Linked DNA regions of Mus musculus: region 1 is linked to region 2. Evidence: chromatin contacts called from public Micro-C data. All regions are on one chromosome and are shown on one strand. Each heading gives the region's core, a stretch centred on a gene start, on an enhancer-like site or on the middle of the called end of the contact. The rest is flanking DNA. Distances are from core to core; before and after follow the strand shown.

Evidence for each region. A called contact is a pair of places that touch in the nucleus more often than the background predicts.
Region 1: a contact with region 2 is called in a Micro-C map of muscle stem cells, with 4 times the contacts expected there. The contact joins two enhancer-like sites. A contact is called at or near these places in 1 of 39 promoter capture datasets (hippocampal neurons) and 1 of 484 Hi-C or Micro-C datasets (muscle stem cells).

What each region holds. Positions count from the first base shown.
Region 1 is chr14:106,010,511-106,015,267 of GRCm38.p6, forward strand. No RefSeq gene overlaps it. Among named protein-coding and RNA genes, the nearest start is that of Trim52, 93 kb to the right of the region's middle. Within about 2 kb of position 1,756, at least 73 of the 459 cell types and tissues checked have an H3K27ac peak or open chromatin away from gene starts, as enhancers often do. A contact at or near this core is called in muscle stem cells, where this site is marked.
Region 2 is chr14:105,481,273-105,485,546 of GRCm38.p6, forward strand. No RefSeq gene overlaps it. Among named protein-coding and RNA genes, the nearest start is that of 4930449E01Rik, 15 kb to the right of the region's middle. RefSeq lists an enhancer at 901-3,691. Within about 2 kb of position 2,234, at least 184 of the 459 cell types and tissues checked have an H3K27ac peak or open chromatin away from gene starts, as enhancers often do. A contact at or near this core is called in muscle stem cells, where this site is marked.

The DNA of each region.
Region 1 (4,757 bases), core at 506-3,005, 530 kb after region 2:
TGGTGAGTCAGTGAGTTTGATTGGGGTTATAACCCCTCACTTATAAGAATATGAGTGAGGGGTTACCTACAGGAGGAGAAGTGCCTCAAAGGCAACTGATTTACCAAACCTCATCCCAGAAAAACCCATCTCACAAAGCTGAGAACCTGGACAAAGCTGTACAGTCTGCTGGTAGCTAAACAGACTGAAGGGTGGTCTTTCCAGGTGCCTCAGCTAATCTAGACCCCGTCTGGGTCAGATCGCTTGCTTTCTCTCCTTCCTTGGCGTTTGCTTCCTTGCATCTGAGAAGGACTCGGTTTTTACGACTCTGGCAGGGAGGGGCCTAGTGATTCTGGTCAGTTTCAGGAACTTCCTGAAGCTCTTCTGAGTTGTTTAACCTTCCTGCTTAAGGAGCTTCCTGCAGGGTGGACCGTTTAAATCTGGAAAGAAACTGTTACACAACACCATAAGAGTTTTTGTTAAAAACATCTATCCGATTACGCCTTGCTCTGGCTCACAGTGATTAAATAATATTTTAATTTAATAATAATTGGAGAAGACCCATATTATCCAGGATGGCTTCTCTACAGATCCACATCTGCTATGCTTTTCTCTCATTCTCAGTGCTCCAATTGTGCTTCTTGGCCAGCTTCCCAGAAACCCTGTTCTCCTTCCAGCCCTACTCCTTGCAACCATGGTCCCTTCGCTCGAATGATTTTTGCCACTGCCTTCTTGTCCTGCCACTTCTTGGTATCATCTGAACTTCAAATCTTCCCTGTCACCTCAGACAAGAATGACTCTGCCTCTGATGAACTCCATGCCCTGCGTTGTAATAGATATTATTTACCGTTTGCTACATGCTGTCATGCTTCAGTCAGTCAGTGTGGATGGGGTTAACTGTGTGCCCTGCCACTTCTTTAGTGTACAAGACACTTACACACAAATGTCCAACTGGTGAAAGCTGGACAGACAATTAAGTGATTGTGAGTGACCAGTCTTCTCATGGTAATTATCAGACTAAGAATTATTTGGCTTGTTATGGGTTTAAACTTTCTCAAGGAAATAGTTTCCCCACAACTATTGCATTCTCTAATTTCTTAGGTCACTAGGGTGGTGTTAAGAAGGCATGAAGAGTTTTCAGAGTGTGGTGGCTCACACTTTTTAATTCCAGCTCCGGGGAGGCTGAGACAGAAGGATAACCATGAACTCAAGGCCAGCCTGTGCTGCACAGCAAGACCCTGCCTCCAAACAATAATACAATTTTAAAAAGGAAGGATTTTGTTTGCATCTAGGTACAAAGCTCATATTTGCCACAAAGCTGGGCTAGCTGAACAAGAGACTGAATACCATTTGTTTCTTAACACTAAAGTTCAGCAAGAATAGTTCTATGCTAATTCCAGTGACCAAGAATGTATGTAATTTCCTCTGAAGAAAACTGTCCAATTGAGAGCAGGAAGAAATATTTTATCCCTTTCCCCTAAACTTAATCGTTTTACCAGGATCCATTTCTTCTTACATCAGATTTTTTTTTCCTTTACAGAAAGAAAACAACTGTGTCTGCTATGTATAAACCCCTCACATTTAAAAATTTGCCTTTCAGACACGTGATGTCCTTGGATGTGTGTATTGAACCACCAGAAATAACTCGGTGACATATTCTTGCTTACTTCATACATATTTCCAATGTGTGACTCACTGGTTTAAAGAGCACAAATGTGAACGGAGAGCAAAACACAGAGGTCTTGGCGTCCTTGTGCCTGAGCGGAAGATGAATCACCACTGCTGGCAAAGTGTCCTGGGTCAGTGTTGCCTGTCTCATAGTTTGAATGACCCCCACTGTTCCCATTCTCACCCCACTCACAAGCACACACTCATCCTCATAAGAACACCCCCGCCCCAACTCCACACACATCTTACTTTAAAAGCACTATGGAATGACTTTTGGCTAGGAAGTATGTGTATAAGAAAGAAATGAGTTGCTTTGGAGGCTACAACTGCATATAGGAGGGCATTAGAGGGACACACAATGTCACTGGCATTTCATTCTCAGTTTTAGTTCTCAAGGTTTCTTCTTTCACCATCTGTTTTTCTCACAGTGACAAATGTCACTTCCCATGGAATTTAGTAGGATGATGAATTTTGATGTAATGTCTTGATTGTCCTAAAAGTTATCTATTTTCTTCTTCATCCCATTTATTAATTGATTGATTGTTTATTGGTTGATTGATTGAGACAAAGTTTCATGCAGCTCAGGCTAGTCTCAGTCCCACCATGTAGCCAAGAGTGACTTTCTGGTCTTCCTGCCTCTATCTCCCAAGTGCTGAGACTATAGGTGTGAATCAACCTATTTTATGTGGTGGCTAGAACTCAGTGCTTTGTACATTCTAGGGAAGAGCTAGACTGGCTCAGCTACATCTGCAGACTCTCTTTGCTCCCTTCCCTTCCCTTCCCTTCCCTTCCCTTCCCTTCCCTTCCCTTCCCTTCCCTTCCCTTCCCTTCCCTTCCCTTCCCTTCCCTTCCCTTCCCTTCCCTCCCCTCCCCTCCCCTCCCCTCCCCTTCCCTCCCTCTCTTTCTTCTCTTAAAGACAGAGCCACCTTTAAAATTACATTAACTAATGTACAAAATTCTAATGTACGAAATTAGAAACTTCAGTTTGTTTGCTTCCTAATTCTGGAGGTAAAGGCTGAACTTTACCCCATGAAGATCATACCATATTCTTTTCTCTCAACTAAAACCAACTATACTCCATGGTAGAGCCAGAGATTAGGGTTACTGTATATATGAGTGTTTTTGTTGTATATATGAGTGTTTTGCTTGCATGTGTGTTCGTGCACCACTTGCATTTTTGGTGAACACAGAGGTCAGAAGAGGGCATTGGACCCCGGAGCTGCACTTACAGATGGTTGTGAATCACTGTGTGGGTCCTAGGGATAGAATCTGTGTCCTCTTCAATAAGAACAAGTGTTCTTAACCATTCACACATCTCTCAGTCCCTACTATGTTATTTTTTTCTGGAGAGAGGGAACGAATGAGAGAGAGAGAGAGCGCAAATCACTGTAGTAAGGAAGGAAAGAGAGTTCCAGAAGGGAGCATCGTGATCCATCCCAAATGACTACTGATGGTAGAGTCTACCTGGAAGGTTCAGGACTACCATGTCTGCATTGATTTGATGAAGATTTGCTTTCTCCCAGACAGAATGGAGGTAGAAGTGGACTTCGCTTTAGAGAATTGTCCAGGTCTGTGGAGCTGCTCTAAGAGAGATGCCATTGGGAAGACGATTTACAGCCCCGGGGAAGGGAAGATAGGCATAAATAGATCCATGGTTTCAGACACATTTTAGAGTCAACTACCCAGTTTTGTCTAAGTTAAAATAAACAAGTGAAACTTCTCACTACAACAAACCTCCTTTTCCTAGCAAAGGCTTCTGTGTTTAAATGTAGTTAACTATGGAGTTACTTTCTTGAATTAAACACTCAACCACTCCCTGTTGCTTCTCTCCTATGTGTGTCTGCCCTTTGCCCTCTGCCTTCTGGGGTGCCCAAAACCTCTACACAAAACCTGACCGAGGAAGGCAAAGCGTGGAGTCTGGGAAAAATAGATTCCATGGTTTTTTTTTTTTTTTTTTTTTTTGAGACAGGGTTTCTCTGTGTAGCCCTGGCTGACCTGGAACTCACTTTGTAGCCCAGGCTGGCCTCGAACTCAGAAATCCACCTACTTCTGCCTCCCGAGTGCTGGGATTAAAGACGTGAGCCACCACGTCCAGCTTCCATGGGGTTTTGATCTGGATGGCTTAATGGCCATGGTGGCATGCCTCTGGAGTTCCGGTCTCTTGTCAGGTACCGGCATCTGCAGAGGCAATGGAGGCAGCAACAGCAGGAGCCTGGCCAGCCAGGTGGGCGGAAGATCCAGCGATGAATGCTTCAGGAGAGCTCTTCCCCAAGTATTAAAGCTCAGTAAAGACTGCCACTCTCGGATGATCCTCCTGTCAAATAATTTGCGTGGTTTATGCTATGCAGACATGGACTATATAAACATTGAGGGGTGGGGTGGGGTGGGATTTAGGGGGTAGGTGCTTCCTATTGGCTGAGTTTGAGATGTTAATGATGCTCTATTTGCATGGGAAAGGACTCTAGGTGCTACTTAATGTGACTGACAGCCTGTGGACCTCTCAGTGGGGTGCTTTGGTCATAGTGTTCCAGAGCAGGACAGGTAGGGATCAGGCTCTATTCATGCCGGTTTCAGCTCTCAGATTCCCAGGGTCTGAGCTCACTCAGCCTTGCCAGTTTTTAGGTCTATCTGGTGCCACAGCCGGTTTGTCCTACAGTGTGGTATACGCAGGGGCTCTGATTTGGATAATTTATTTCACACCAGGTCAACAAAAGTAGTAATTTTGGAATTCCTCATTCATTTGGAATTTATAATTTTCACCACGAAGGTTCAGAGGAACTTACAAGCGTATTCTGCCAGCTGCCTTCAATATAAGTTGTTCAATGCGATAAGACATTGACAATGACTTAAACCATTTTTGTTTTGTTTTGGGTTTTTTTGTTTTTTGTTTTTTCGAGATAGGGTTTTTCTGTGTAGTCCTGGCTGTCCTGGAACTCACTCTGTAGACCAGGCTGGCCTCGAACTTAGAAATCCGCCTGCCTCTGCCTCCCAAGTGCTGGGATTAAAGGCGTGTGCCACCACGCCAGGCGACTTAAACCTTTTGATTCATGGGACACTCTCACACATTGGTTTACCATCTATTTGGGGTTCCCAATTGGCAAATCCTTACT
Region 2 (4,274 bases), core at 984-3,483:
AACCAGGCAGCTCCTTTTTTTTTTTTTTTTTTTTTTTAGATTTTTCTGATGATTTATTTAATCGTGCACTACCCTCCCCCAAATATGCACTCAACCTACTACCCTCACAGATACACTTGTGGACAACACCGAATTCGGACATGGTGAAGGGGTTCCTTCTCTTTGTCCGACCTTACCAGTAGGTAGGGGTGATAGCCAAAAACAGTCCAGCCAGAGAACCAAAAGGCAAAACATAAAACAGAAGAAGGCAAATGTGCTTGTGAAATTTGATTGTCATTTACAGCCTTGGGGAGTTGATGTGAGCTCTCCACAACGGAGGGTCTTGATCAGTAAAGACGTCACAGCATTATGAATGCTGGTGCAGGTCTGTGTGGTTTTCATGTCTATGTGCTTGTGTGTGTGTGTTAAGGGATTCAGGTATGTCTGTCTGCTGGTACGTGCGTGCATGCATGCGTGCTTGCACTGGTAGAGATAAGTAGATATCCTTGGGTGCCACTCAAATGCCTTTCATTTTTTTTCCCCTTGAGAAAAGTTCTCTCAGTGTCCTGTGCCTTCACTGTGTAGGCCAAACTAGCTGACCAGTGAGCTGTGCCTCCCTACAGCTTGGATTGCAAGCATGTATCACTACACTCAGCTTCTTTTACATGGGTCCTAAACTCAGATTCTCTTGTTTGAGAGGCAAGCACATTCATTACCCACTGAGCCATCTCCCTCTCCTTGAGAGCCTGTTATAGATATATACATCTATCTATCTATCTATCTATCTATCTATCTATCTATCTATCTATCTACATACGCATGTGTTTATGTATATTTTATATTTATATAAATTTATATATGGGTATGTATTCGTGTTAAAGAATCTAGTTTGATGTCTGATACATTATAGTACCCAATAAATGGCATTTCCACTTTCTTCCTATATTAGATTAGGAAGACCTCTTAAGAATCAACACTTAAAATAATTTATGAAAATTTAAAAACTGGAGAGCTTTAAAGAATGCCTCTTCTCTTAATTTCTTAATTGCTTGCAGTTGCAAATTGGGATAATTAGGATAATATATAGGTATGATCTTTTATTTACAGTATTAGATAAGCCTTACCAATTAGTTTATCAATAAGATTGTGAAGAAAAATGGTAACAGAGAAATAATGTATGTGTTTGGTCTAATATACACATCCCTGCTTCTAAAATCACATCATTGATACTGGATTTTCCAGCCAATCCCAAAAATAGATAATTCATCTCTGATACTGTTTATTAACCTAGTAAAACTGCCTCTGGGCCCAATTTCCTAGCAAAGGAATTTAAAGGTAACCCTGTCAGTTAAGCTGTAGATGTCTCTTCTTTCTTTCTTTCTTTCTTTCTTTCTTTCTTTCTTTCTTTCTTTCTTTCTTTCTTTCTTTCTTTCTTTCTTTCTTTCTCTCTCTCTCTCTCTCTCTCTCTCTCTCTCTCTCTCTCTCTCTTTCTTTCTTTCTTCTTCTCCTGACTTCTCCCAGCTGTTAGCACTGTCTCATGATGCTGTCACCTCCCACAGCTTCCTGGAGAAACTGTCCCAGTAATAGGTTGAGGTGGGGGTAGATGGGTGGGGATGCACAGCTAGGTTTCATCTGAGCCAGTAGCCATATGACCCCATATTCATGCCCGTGTAGTTTTTTCCCTCACAAGTAGTTGTTAAGTTGTTAATTCTGTTTTTGATAGGTTTTAAAAGGTGTGTGTGTGTGTGTGTGTGTGTGTGTGTGTGTGTGTGTGTGTGTGCAAAATGCTGAACCCGAGAACCAAGAGTGGTTGCTATGAGCTTTGCAACATGCACACGGGCGTGCACGCGCGCGCACACAAATACACGGACAAAGGGATAAATTGAAAAAGAAAGCAAGTAGCCCCTTGTTTGGTTCAGCAGTCTGGTCAGCCCCGCAGATGAGGAAGTGCGCCTTTGTCCCACGCTAAAGCCTTGTTTTCGTCTTTATTGTCTTTCGGGGTAAAATCGAGGGGGAAATTCACCTGTCTGGCTCAAAGTTAAACTGCTGGCTTTAATGTGACTGCATGGGAACTCGGGTTTATTAATGAATACAACATACCCGCTTTGATTTGAAAGCTTTCACCCTGCTGAAAAGATTCAAAAGGCATCGCTTCCTGCACCAGCGGTCTTCCTTTATCCCTCTCAGCGGTTCACCCCTACCCAGCTGCTATATCTCATTAACAAGCATTTGACCACTGCAGCAGGCCTGGGAGTGTTGACACTTGAAAGGCCCAGGCAGGCGTGGGCAGGCCATCAGCTATGGCAACAGGAAACTGCCCCGGAGACAACACTGAGAAAACGGGCAGCTGCAAAAGCCAAGTCCGGGTAGACATAAAGGGCCGCCTGTGCCCACGTTGGTCTGGGGTATCGGTGCGTGCCTGTGGATGTGAATTGGCGAGTCTATTTACTCATGCATGGGCTGTAAATGTTGCCATCGGCGTGTATCAGACTCTGGGCTTTTTGACAACTCAGGATGGATTTTTTATTTTGACTTACAATGTTCTTATGCCTAGCCCCGTGTTTCAAAAAAAATCTTCTTGTTCTCCAAACAATGTAAGCTGTTGTTTATGGACAGAATACTCATGAGAGTGTCAGGCTTGACGCACACATTCCATTCTCTTGGCTATCACGTGTATAAGGAAAAACCTATGTGCCTGGATTCTCATACAGTTATCACGCTACCCCATTATTTTTTCAAAAACAAGCCAATCCGTGAAATTATCTTATAAATATGTGAGATTGCTGTAATCGTTTCTGGTTTAGGCTTCAAGCTAGGATGGTTTAAGTAGAATATGTTAAGAATAGAAGTATTGTTCCAGTTGTATAAACTTAGCTCCAACAATTCTGTGGGATATCGTATTATTGGTTATAGTGATTTTAAATACAAATTTAAGTAACATTTATTTCTTACTCCCTGAGTGGTGGCCTTCTCAGTAGTATCTCTCAGTGGTATGTTTCTGAATGTACTAAATGTGTTTGTGCAGTCATTGGGGGAATCTCGAATTACAGACTATCTTGTGTAAAACCTGGGGCAGGAATTTTTCAAACCTGTAAGTTCGTTTTCAAGGTGCTCTGGTGGCCAGGTGACTCAGCAGCCAGTTCCTACCTCACAGGAGCTGTGTTACATTCATGTTCAAAACTGACCCCTTTAAAGCCATGATAAAAGAGATAACTCCCCAATAGAGGAAGAAAGGATGCTAATTAAAAAAAAAAAAGATGAATTCAGTGAGCTCCAAGAGACATTAGGTGACTGTGTGCAGAGTAGTGAATTATTTTCCTGTCACCTTCAGTACAATAGACAATTGGTGATTATTACTTTGTAGTATGTCATTAGCTTAATTCTTTTTAGTAATTTAGATTTGTGAACATTTGCCTATCAGTCATCAAAAATAAAAACCTCTCCTACATTATTCATATTGCTACATTGTCTATGGTTCTGTCTAGTAGAGTTAAGTAATTAGGAAGCGTTTTCTGTGTTTAAAATTATCCTGTCTTCAGTTATTGGGGAGGGTCAGAAAAGGAGCAGTTGAGAGCGGCGAGTTCCCCAGCTGGGCTTTCCTCCATTCTGTCTTTCACTTCTGTGCTCCAGGGGCAGAGAAGACAGCAGCAGCTAGTATGGATGTTCATGTTCCTGACAATACAGCAAAGATAGAAATGTGTTCCCGAGGGCCATTCACATATTTCCATTTGACTTCTGCTTTCCCATCCGGGTGGCCTTGGGTCAAATTCACATTCACTGAACAGAAAGATAACCAGCTCTGCTATCAGACGGTGGGAGGAGCTAATTCCAGGTCTACCACTCCCCTCCACCCCAGACAAGACAAAGCTACACCAAAGTGACCCAGTTTTCTGTACCTCTGACTCCTTATCTGTTAAACAGGGATGCCTTAGTTTGAGTTTCCATTGTTGTGAAGAGACATGACCAAGGCAACTCCTATAAAGGACAGACATTTAATTGGGATTAGGTTACAGGTTCAGAGGTTCAGTCCATTATCATCATGGCAGGAAGCATGGCAGTGTCCAGGTAGACATGATGCTGGAGGAGCTGAGAGTTCTGCAGCTTGACCTCAAGGCAGCCAGGAGAAGACTGTCTCATGGGCAGCTAGCCCACCCCCACGATGACACACTTCCTCCAACAAGGCCACACCCACTCCAATAAGACCACGCCTCCTAATAGTGCCACTCCCTGAACCAAGCATAGTCAAACCATCAAATGGGAAAAGAATAGTACTGATCTATAGTGTTGGAAAGCTT